Regions from separate parts of the Macaca mulatta genome. Here region 1 is linked to region 2. The links are chromatin contacts, called in public Hi-C maps. All regions are on one chromosome and are shown on one strand. The core of a region is the stretch at or near the end of the contact, and the rest is flanking DNA. Distances in the headings are between cores, read along the strand shown.

Evidence for each region. Hi-C and Micro-C count contacts between places; a contact is called where the count stands out from the background.
Region 1: a Hi-C map of fetal cortex germinal zone shows a contact between it and region 2, with 4 times the contacts expected there. The contact joins the promoter of TUBGCP6 here to the promoter of PPP6R2 in region 2. A contact is called at or near these places in 5 of 14 Hi-C or Micro-C datasets (CD4 T cells, cortical neurons, fetal cortex germinal zone and 2 more).

What each region holds. Positions count from the first base shown.
Region 1 is chr10:1,201,963-1,208,116 of T2T-MMU8v2.0, forward strand. TUBGCP6 (tubulin gamma complex component 6) reads left to right here and starts at 1,931. Exons shown (of 25, transcript XR_013398869.1): 1 at 1,931-3,235. It overlaps HDAC10 (histone deacetylase 10), which reads left to right. Exons shown (of 18, transcript XM_077949234.1): 13 at 12-103; 14 at 243-299; 15 at 599-677; 16 at 882-1,064; 17 at 1,147-1,299; 18 at 1,447-1,785. The coding sequence ends at 1,470.
Region 2 is chr10:1,108,270-1,114,152 of T2T-MMU8v2.0, forward strand. It overlaps PPP6R2 (protein phosphatase 6 regulatory subunit 2), which reads right to left and starts at 2,111. Exons shown (of 24, transcript XM_077949201.1): 1 at 1,888-2,111.

The DNA.
Region 1 (6,154 bases), core at 681-3,180, 94 kb after region 2:
TCATCCCACAGGTGAACAGTGGCATTGCAGCCACTCCAGCCTCTGCTGCAGCAGCCACCCTGGATGTGGCTATTCAGAGAGGCCTGTCCCACGGAGCCCAGAGGTAAGCCTCACTTGACCATCCGGAGCCTCTGAGGGCAGGACCTGTGGGCACCCCTATCCTGGCTGGCCAAGCAGAGAGAGCTCTGGGAATGGACTCTGGACAACAGGAACACCTGTCCTGAGGCCAGCTCTTCCTCCAGGCTGCTGTGTGTGGCCCTGGGACAGCTGGACCGGCCTCCAGACCTTGCCCATGACGGGTAGGACTCTCACGTCTTGCATCTGTCCAGCCATGGATGTGAATGGGCATGCGACGGATGTGTGCCTGGGCCCCAGGGTGACGGGTGGGTGGGGCACTTGGTACTGAATGGAGCCTTCCTCAGCTGGGGTTTGGGAGAAGGGCTGCTACAGGCAATGCCAGGTGGGTCTCCAGCACAGAGGCTCAGCAGTCACAGCACCCCTGCCCATGGCCCTGTGAATGCTCTTCCACCTCTGCCTCTGTGGTCTGGGCTCAGGAGGGTGAGCGGGGCCTTACACTTATGCACATGTGTCTTGGAAGGAGGACTCTGTGGCTGAACATCGGGGGCAAGGAGGCAGCCGCCCTATCCATGTTCCATGTTGCCACGCCACTGCCAGTGGTGAGTGACCACGCCCCGCAGCAAGGCAGGTGCTGGGGAGCCCATGGATGTGTGCCGCTGCTGCTTGCTGGCATGTCATGATAGCAGGCCTCTGGTCCTTCCTGTCTCCCTGCTCCTGCTCCAGGGGTCCTGAGATTGAGAGGTTGGGGGGCCAGAGCCAGCAGGTGTCTGTAGATGAGGAGCTGGGCTCTGCTGTCCCCACAGATGACTGGTGGCTTCCTGAGCTGCATCTTGGGCTTGGTACTGCCCCTGGCCTATGGCTTCCAGCCTGACCTGGTGCTAGTGGCGCTAGGGCCTGGCCATGGCCTGCAGGGCCCCCACGCTGCACTCCTGGCTGCCATGCTTCGGGGACTGGCAGGGGGCCGAGTCCTGGCCCTCCTGGAGGAGGTAAGCTGGGCAGGGTGGAGGTGCTGTGGGGTGGGATGAGGGGAAGGACCAATGACTGCTTCCGTCTTCGCCCCTGGCCCAGGACTCCACACCCCAGCTAGCAGGGATCCTGGCCCGGGTGCTGCGTGGAGAGGCACCTCCTAGCCTAGGCCCTTCCTCTGTGGCCTCCCCGGAGGACGTCCAGGCTCTGATGTACCTGAGAGGGCAGCTGGAGCCTCAGTGGAAGATGCTGCAGGTGAGGCTGATTGCGGAGGCATGGCTCTGCCCTGGGGCCCGGCTCTGCCGCAGAGGTCGGTGGGGAGGGCAGGGCAAGTGAGTGCTGAGAACCAGCTCCAGTGCAGGAGGCCAGCTGCGCGCCTCCTCCCGGCTCCTCCTCCTGTAGTGCCGTCCTCACCTGGTGGTTTGAAATCGGCCAAGGTGGGTGCATTTACGCCGCAGAAATGACACCGCACGCCAGCGCCTCGCTGCCGCGATCCGGACCCCAAGCCCGCGGCTCCCACGACTCCGGGGCACGGAACCCCGCCCCCTCCCACCCCCGTCCCCTCCCACCCGTGCTTCCCCCGCTCCACCCCTCACTTCGCCTCGCCCCGCCCCACCCATCGCGCCCTGGCCCGTCCCATCCGAGCCCATGCAACCCACCCTCGGTCCCGTTCCGGCCCCTGCGCCCCGTTGCCCTTCCCTCCCCGCCCTTGCGCCGTTAGTAAACATGGGTCAAACGAAACCCTGGTTTTGCCTCCTTTACTGAACACGCTGGCCTCGATCTCTCAACCGCTGTGCGGGACTCAGGCCGGAAGTGCGCCGCGGCCCGGGTCTCACTTTCACGCGCAGCCGGCGTTCCCGTGACGTATTTCCGGCGCGCCCGCCCTAGCGCTCTTCACGCTCGCGCTGCTGTGACGCGACGGAGGCGGCGGGAGCGGGAGCGGTGGGCTTTTTCCACAGGTGACGCCTGGAGAACGGGTGGACGTGCAGGCCGGGAACCACCCGGCTGCGCCCCCACACTCTCCGCTGCCCACGAGTCTCGGAGTGGCACCCTCTCCTGGTCGTCTCCTCTCGTGGGGCCCGAAGAACGGGGCAAAGCCGAGTTCGTGCGCTGTACTGCGCGGGCGCGCGTTTCGTTCTTCGGGTTTGCCATGGTTCTGTGACTCCCTAAAGGTTGAGGGCTACTGAATTGGAAGAAACGCCAAGCTGGCTTCTGGGGGGCTGCCGGGCGCCGGGCAGCGTGCTTGGGCTGGGGAGGGCAGGGCGTGTTTACTCTGAGTAGAGCAACCGCAAAACCTCCTTTAGAAAATACCCGTTCTGAGCTGCGGCGTTGGAGAGGCCGCCTGTCGTTCAGCCCCTTCAGACCCTCTCTCACTCCGTCTTCCGGAGCGTGAGTGAAGCCCGGGTGAGGTGTTTTCCCACACGCCGGGGGCCCGGAGCTGAGAAGGGGCATGGCCAGCATCACGCAGCTGTTCGACGACCTGTGTGAGGCCCTCCTGCCGGCTGCCAAGACTCACCTGGGCCAGCGCAGTGTGAACCGGAAGAGGGCAAAGCGGAGCCTCAAGAAGGTGGCCTACAATGCGCTTTTCACAAATCTTTTTCAAGATGAGACTCAACAGCTGCAGCCTGACATGTCAAAACTACCAGCGAGAAACAAGATCCTCATGTTGTCCTTTGACTTGAGAGTGGGTGGCCTGGGCCTCGAGGCCGACCGTCTGGAGGAGCTTGTGGAGGAGCTTGAAGCAGCCCCTTGCTGTCCGCTTTTGGAGGTGGGGTCTGTTTTGGACCTCCTGGTTCAGCTGGCAGGGAGTGGTCCCCCTCAACTTCTGCCGAGAAATCGAGACTACTTCCTTAACAACAAGCACGTGGGGAGAAACGTTCCGTATAGCGGCTATGATTGCGACCACCTGAGTGTGTTTGAGACGGACGTTCAGTCTCTGATCTCCAGAGAAGAGTGTTTGTGTCACAGCATGATCCAGGAAACACTTCAGGTTATGGAGGCTGCTCCAGGCACCGGCCTGCCCACCGTCGGGCTCTTCTCATTTGGTGACTCTTGTGGTGACAGGTTTGAGAGAGACACCCGGGTCTCGCTCTTCGGGGCCCTTGTGCACAGCCGCACTGACGACATGGACGTCCGACTGGGCCTGCCCCCCGTGCCAGACAATGCAGACCTCTCTGGGCTGGCCATTAAGGTAGAATGTTTGGTTTTTCCTCTTTCACCTTTCTTGGGGTTTGGAAAATGCTTTCTGTGACTTTCTTTTTTTTTTTTTTTTTTTTTTTTTTTTTTTTCAGACAGGGTCTCTGTCACTCAGGCTGGAGTGCAGTGGCGTGATCTTGGCTCACTGCAACCTCCACCTCCTGGGCTCAAGCAATTCTCGTACCTCAGCCTCCCGAGTAGCTGGAATTACAGTCACCTGCCTCCACGCCCGGCTAATTTTTTTTTTTTGGAGATGGAGTCTCGCTCTGTTGCCCAGGCTGGAGTGCAGTGGTGTGATCTCGGCTCACTGTAACCTCCACCTCCCAGGGTCAAGTAGTTCTCCTCCCTCAGCCTCTTGCATAGCTGGGATTACAGGCGTGAGCCACCACGCCCAACTAATTTTTGTATTTTTAGTAGAGACGGGGTTTCACCATGTTGGCCAGGCTGGTCTCCAACTCCTGACCTCAGTTGATCCACCCACCTCGGCCTCCCAAAGTGCTGGAATTAAGGTCACTGCGCCTGGCCCAGTGACCTTCCTTTTATCCTGGTAAAAGGGGGGATAGTCTGGTGGCTGCATTGTGGGGTGGGGCTACTGGAGTGGACTTACTGGCGGCCACCCTGCTCTGCAAGGACAGTGCTGCCCACCTGCCGGCCAAAGCAACGTGCTGCTTTTCATCTTTACCTAACGGGGCATGTCATTAAGCCTCCTCTGCCTTCTAGAGCTGCCATTTAAATTTAAGTTAATTAAAACAAAATAAAAAATTCAGTTCCTCAGCCCCACAAGCCACATTTCAAGTGCTCAGTAGCCACGTGTGGCAAAAGTGTTCACGTTTTGTGATACGTGCAATTGGATATGCTTTTGCTGTCTGTTGCCTGAGGCTTTCCAACATGGTCCCGTGTAGCTCCTCATTTGAGTTTTGTATTTTCTTGCTTTATCAGTGTTGCCCAAAGGATACATTGTTACTAGTCATTCTATTCCTGTGAGATAGCTAGACAATTTATAAACATACCTAATGCTACAGCAAATGTCTTGGTGTACAGCAGTTTTGTGTTTTGTTTTTGAGACAAGTCTCGCTCTATTGCCCAGGCTGGAGTGCGATGGTGTGGTCTCGGCTCACTGCAACCTCCATCTCCTGGGTTCAAGTGATTCTCCTGCCTCAGCCTCCTGAGTATCTGGGACTCCAGGCGTGTGTCACCATACCCAGCTAATTTTTATATTTTTTTGTATTTGTATTTTTTTAAATTTGATTTGATTTTTTTTTTTTTTTTTTTTTGAGACAGAGCCTTGCTCTGTTGCCCAGGCTGGAGTGCGGTGGCACGATCTTGGCTCACTGCAAGCTCCGCCTCCCAAGTTCACGCCATTCTCCCACCTCAGCCTCCCGAGTAGCTGGGACTACAGGCGCCCGCCACCACGCCTGGCTAATTTTTTGTGTTTTTAGTAGAGACGGGGTTTCACTGTGTTAGCCAGGATGGTCTCAATCTCCTGAGCTCGTGATCCACCCGCCTCGGCCTCCCAAAGTGCTGGGATTACAGGCGTGAGCCTGGCCTGATTTTTTTTTTTTTTTTTTTTTTTTTTTTGAGATGGAGTCTCACTCTGTCGCCCAGGCTGGAGTGCAGTGGCCGGATCTCAGCTCACTGCAATCTCCGCCTTTCAGGTTCACGCCATTCTCCTGCCTCAGCGTCCTGAGTAGCTGGGACTATAGGCGCCCGCCACCACGCCCAGCTAGTTTTTTGTATTTTTTTATAGAGACAGGGTTTCACCGGGTTAGCCAGGATGGTCTCGATCTCCTGACCTCGTGATCCGCCCGCCTCCGCCTCCCAAAGTGCTGGGATTACAGGCGTGAGCCTGGCCTGATTTTTTTTTTTTTTTTTTTTTTTTTTGAGATGGAGTCTTGTGTAGGGACCAGTCCTACAGGGTCTGTGGGTTTTTCTCCCCATGTGTGGAGATGAGAGATTGTAGAAATAAAGGCAGAAGACAAAGAGATAAAAGAAAAAACAGGTGGGCCCGGGGGACCACTACCACCAAGACACAGAGACCGGTGGTGGCCCCGAATGCCAGGCCGTGCTGCTTTTTATTGGATATAAGACAAGGGGGCAGAGTAAGGAGCATGAGCCATCTCCAGTGATAGGTAATGTCATGTGGGTCATGTGTCCGTCCACTGGACAGGGGACCCTTCCCTGTTTGGCAGCCGAGGCGGAAAGAGAGAGAGAGGAGACAACTTACACCATTATTTCTGCATTTCAGAGACTTTTCACTAAATCTGCTACTGCTATCTAGAAGGCAGAGCCAGGCGTACAGGATGGAACATGAAAGCGGACCAGGAGCGTGACCACTGAAGCACAGCATCGCAGGGAGACATTTAGGCCTCTGGATAACTGCGGGCGGGCCTGACTGATATCTGGCCCTCCACAAGAGGTGGTGGAGCAGAGTCTTGTCTAACTCCCCCACCGGGGAAAGGGAGACCCCCCACCCCGCCGCCCCGTCTGCTAAGTAGCGGGTGCTTTTCCTTGACATTGACGCTACCGCTAGGTAACTGGCGTCTTCCCAGGCGCTGGCGTTACCACTAGACCAAGGAGCCCTCTAGTGGCCCTGCCCGGGCATAACAGAAGGCTCTTAGTCGTCTGGTCACTTCTCACCCTGTCCCTTCAGCTTCTGTCTCTGTATGACCTGGTTTCTCCTAAGTTATAATTGTAGAGTGAAGATTATTATGATGTTGGGATAAAGAGTAATTGCTACAAACTAATGATTAATGGTCATATATAATCATATCTATGATTTATATCTAGTATAACTGTTCTTCTTTTGCTTTTTAATTTTATTTTATTTTATTTATTTATTTATTTTTGAGACTGAGTCTCGCTCTGTCGCCCAGCGCCCAGGCTGGAGTGCAGCGGCCGGATCTCAGCTCACTGC
Region 2 (5,883 bases), core at 861-3,360:
AGTGTGGAGGCACTGACCGAAGGGAGGGGCATGACTTGCAAGGGGCACTGACGGTGGGGGGCACTGATGGGTGGGGTGGGGACTGATGGGTGAGGTGCAATGACTGGCTAGCAGGGAACACTGACTGGTGTAGGGTGGGGGAACAGAAGGAGAGCACTGACTGGGGGGGGCACTGACTGACTGGGAGGGAACCGACTGCGGGGGGAACTGACTGGGAGGGAACTGACCAGAGGGGGCCTTGACTTGCAGGGAACTGACTGGAGAGAGAACTGACTTGGGGGGCCTTGACTTCGGGGAACTGACTGGAGTGGGCATTGATTTGGGGGGCACTGACTGGAGGGGGCACTGATGGGAAGAACTGACTGAGGGGGACACTGACTGGGGGGGCACTGACTGACATGGGGGACACTGACTGAAGGGGGCACTGACTGGGGGAACCAACTGACTTGGGGGAAACTGACTTGGGGGAAACTGATTGGAGGGGGCACTGACTTGGGGGAACTTACTTGGGGGGAACTGACTGGGGGTCACTGACTGGAGGGGGCACTGACGGACTTAGGGGGACACTGACTGGGGGGCACCGACTGACTGGGGGGGACTAGAGAAGGCAGTGACTGGAGGGGCACTGACTGACTTGAGGGGCACTGACCGGGGGAACTGACTGGAGGGGGCAGTGACTGGGGGGAAATGACTGGAGGGGGCATTGACTGGGGGTCACTGACTGGAGGGGGCACTGACGGACTTAGGGGGACACTGACTGGGGGACACCGACTGACTGGGGGGAACTGACTAGAGGAGGCAGTGACTGGAGGGGCACTGACTGACTTGAGGGGCACTGACCGGGGGAACTGACTGGAGGGGGCACTGACTGGGGGGAACTGACTGGAGGGGGCAGTGACTGGGGGGAACTGACTGGAGGGGGCATTGACTGGGGGGAAATGATTGGAGGGGCACTGACTGGGGGGAACTGACTGGAGGGAGCAATGACTGGAGGGGCACTGACTGACTGGAGGGGCAGTGACTGGGGGGAAATGACTGGAGGGGCACTGACTGACGGGGGGGGAACTGACTGGAGGGAGCAATGACTGGAGGGGCACCGACTGGGGGGAACTGACTGGAGGGGGCAGTGACTGGGGGGAAATGATTGGAGGGGGCACTGACTGGGGGGAACTGACTGGAGGGGGCAGTGACTGGGGGGAAATGATTGGAGGGGGCACTGACTGGGGGGAACTGACTGGAGGGGCACTGACTGACTGGGGGGGAACTGACTGGAGGGAGCAATGACTGGAGGGGCATTGACTGACTGGGGGGGGAACTGACTGGAGGGAGCAATGACTGGAGGGGCACTGACTGACTGGAGGGGGCAGTGACTGGGGGGAAATGACTGGAGGGGGCACTGACTGGGGGGAAATGACTGGAGGGGGCAGTGACTGGGGGGAAATGACTGGAGGGGGCACTGACTGGGGGGAAATGACTGGAGGGGGCAGTGACTGGGGAAAAGTGACTGGAGGGAGCAATGACTGGAGGGGCACTGACTGACTGGGGGGGAACTGACTGGAGGGAGCAATGACTGGAGGGGCACTGACTGACTGGAGGGGGCAGTGACTGGGGGGAAATGACTGGAGAGGGCACTGACTGGGGGGAAATGACTGGAGGGGGCAGTGACTGGGGGGGAACTGACTGGAGGGAGCAATGACTGGAGGGGCACTGACTGACTGGAGGGGGCAGTGACTGGGGGGAAATGACTGACTTGGGGGGGAACTGACAGGGGGGCACCGACTGACTGGGGGAACTGACTGGAGGGGGAACTGACTGACGCGGGGGAAGTGACTTGGGAGGCAATGGCTGACTGGGGGCCGGGTCCGAGCGGCGGGCGGCCGCACTCACCTGCCCTGCGGGCCGGGCGTCGCGGCAGCTCCTCGGAGGCCCGTGTGGAGGCCCGAGCGGAGGCCAGGGCGCTGGTGGAGGCAAAGCCCGGGCGGCCTCGGGAGGGCCGCACACACATGGGCCCGGCCCGGGGCGCAGCGCCTGCGGACACCGGCGCGGCCGGCCGGCGGCTCGAGACCGACTCGGGGCCGCGGGCGGCACTCGGATCGCTCCAAAATGGCGGCGGCGGCACACGGGCGCGCGCTCAGGGGGCGGGGTCTCCGCGTGGGGCGCGCACGCTCGCGGCCGGGGGCGGGGCCGCGCGGGTGGGCGGGACCGGGACCTGGGCCAGCTCTTCGGGCCCCCTGGAGCCGGAGCACTCTGTGCAGCCCGCGTGGAAGCACTAGGCTCCCGGCCTCGGAGGGGTGTCCACTGTCTTGGAGTGGGTGGGGTAAGAGTCCGTCTTTCCTCTTTTACGTTCCCCTTTGAGGTATGGCTAAAGTTTTGTGCAAGCATAGTTAATTTTGTTGTAGCCACAAAACAATCCTCGAGAGGCCCTACGCAGTTTGAGAGCCACACACCTGGGGCAGGGGTTTCCCCGTGGCCCAGGAAAGGGCCTGTTCTCCCGGGCCTCCCTCCTGCCACAGGCCCCTCCCAGAGGCCGCGGGGCATGGACGCCCAGAGCAGCAGGAGCAGGCTCGGTCCCCGGCTCCAGGCCTGGCCCCTCCCCGTCTCGCGTCCTGCCTGGATCCGGAACGCCTGAGCCGCCTCCAGACACTGTTTTCTCCAGGTGCCCTACGACTTCTTGCTCGGCGTTTTGGAAATTAAGTATGTGCCTATTTAACAGGTGCTGGAATTGTTTAATTCCATCAAACTAATCTCAAAAAATGATCACTATTATTTCAGATGTCAGAGCGAGCTGTGGGTAAATGTTGGGAAAACATGGCTCACTTCAGGGATCTCTAAACGTTGTTTCCAGTTGTCAGTGTATTGCCCAGTATTCACCGATGCTCTCAGGGAAAGCGGATCTGGGCGGCTCAAATATTCGGTATTTCTCCTTTGCCAGCTGGCGCTGCTAGGCTTTGTCGGTAGGGGGCGCCAGAGAGACGTTGCAGGAGAAAAGGGCTTGGCCTTGCGGCTGGTGGCCCCGGGCTTCCCCGACGCCTGTCCCCTCCCCTGGTCAGAAGCACCCTCCTCGGCGGTTTTATAGCAGATGTCTCCAGCGAGCCTTTCCCCAGCAAAGCTTTTCCCCTAGCATCCTAAGGGTCAGATTTCTGGCAGATTTCCGTTGAGAGAACTTCCAGGAAGTGGGGGTAAAGAAGCCTCAGCCTCACAACCTAGAGGAGAGACGTCCTGCGTTCAGTAGGCTGTGCCCTTCTCATGCCCTCGCCATGGTCTCCTTTGCAGGAGCGGGAGGCGCTGCTGAGTTGAGCTGCGGAATGGGGACTGGGGCCAGGGGCACCAGATGCGGGAGATGCTCCAACCTCCCTTTTGCTGCCCTAAGCACGTTCAACTCTCTGCCTGATCTTGATACCCCTCCTGTGCCCAGCCAGTGCACCTGGGGTCAGCAAGAGCCCCTCTCCTCCTCTCTCACCCACACTGGATTCATCAGCAAATGTGTTCCCTCCACGGCAACATGTGGTAGCTCCACTACCAACATTCTGGTTTGAAACCAGTTTCTTTCTCCTGACTCCCAATAGTCTCCTACGGGGCCCCTGCTTCCATCCTGGAGTACTTGCTGTAGGTCAGCTTGTTGTAATCAGCAAAGCACCCAGAGGGGTCCAGTTAAAATAGATCCGATTGGCTGGGCACGGTGGCTCACGCCTGTAATCCCAGCACTTTGGGAGGCCAAGACGGGCGGATCACAAGGTCAAGAGATCGAGACCATCCTGACTAACACGGTGAAACCCCGTCTCTTACTAAAAATACAAAAACATTAGCCAGACGTGGTGGCGGGCACCTGTAGCCCCAGCTACTCGGGAGGCTGAGGCAGGAGAATGGCGTGAACCCGGGAGGCGGAGCTTGCAGTGAGCCAAGATCGCGCCACTGCACTCCAGCCTGGGCGACAGAGCGAGACTCTGTCTCTAAATAAATATGTGAAATGAAATGAAATAGGTCAGATCACATCTTCCCTACCCCCAGGAGCTCTTGCCTCACAGGCTGAACGACAAAGTCCCTGCTGTTGCCCACAGCGCCCTACATGACCTGAGCTCACCTCTCCTACTCCCCTTGCTCATGGCTCCCATCACGACTGCCTGCCACAGATGGTTGGCTGGTGATGTCCCTGCATCCCCGCAGGGACATCCTCGGTCATTGCTGTGCTTGGGACTGTCCTCCGGGATCTTGACTGCACTGTGCCCTTCCCTGTGGGGGTTTCCCTGGCCACTGTGTTTCAACTCACAATCATACACACACACACCACACACCACGTACCACACACACTACATACCACACACACCACATACCACACACACCCCACACACCCTCCACACACACCCCACATACCACACACACACCACATACCACACACACTATATACCACACACACCCTCCACACACACCCCACATACCACACACACACCATATACCACATACCACACACACTATATACCACACACACCCTCCACACACACCCCACATACCACACACCCAAATACCACACACACACCACATACCACACACATTACATACCACATACATTGCATACCATACACACCACACACCCTACACACACACCACACACCCTACACACCCTACACACACACACCACATACCACACACACCACACACCACACACACACCACATACCACACACACTATATACCACACACACGCACCACATACCACACACATTACATACCACACACACCACACACACACCACACACCCTACACACACACACCACATACCTGTAACACACATACCACATACCACACACACTACATACCCCACACACACCACACACCCTATACACACACGCCATACACCCTACACGCACACCACATACCACACAACCACATACCACACACATTACATACTACACGCACCACACACCACACACACCACACACCACATACCACACACATGACATACCACAGACACACCACACACGCTACACACACCACACACCATACACACACACCACATACCACACACACCACATACCACACACACACCACACACACACACCACACACTGTACACACACACACCACATACCACACATACCACACACCACATACCACACACACGACATACCACAGACACACCACACACGCTACACACACCACACACCATACACACACACCACATACCACACACACCACATACCACACACACACCACACACTGTACACACACACACCACATACCACAACATACCACACACACACCACACACCACATACCACACACACTACCCACACACACCACACACCGTACACACACCACATACCACACACTACATACCACACTTACTACATACACACACACTACATACCACACACACCACACACCCTACACACACACCACTTACCACACACACTACATACCACACACCACACACACACACCACATACACACACCACTTACCACACACACTACATACCACACACCACGTGTACCACATACCACACACACGACATACCACAGACACACCACACACACACCACATACCACACTCACACACCACACACACTACACACACACACCACACACCATACACACACACACCACATACCACACACACCACATACCACACACACTACATACCACACACACTACATACCACACACACCACACACCCTACACACACACACACACCACATACCACACACACACACCACACACACCACTTACCACACACACTACATACCACACACACTACATACCACACACACACCACACACCCTACACACACACACCACATACCACACACACACACACCCCACATACACACACCACACACCACTTGCCACACACAGTACATACCACACACCATGCACACCACATACCACACAC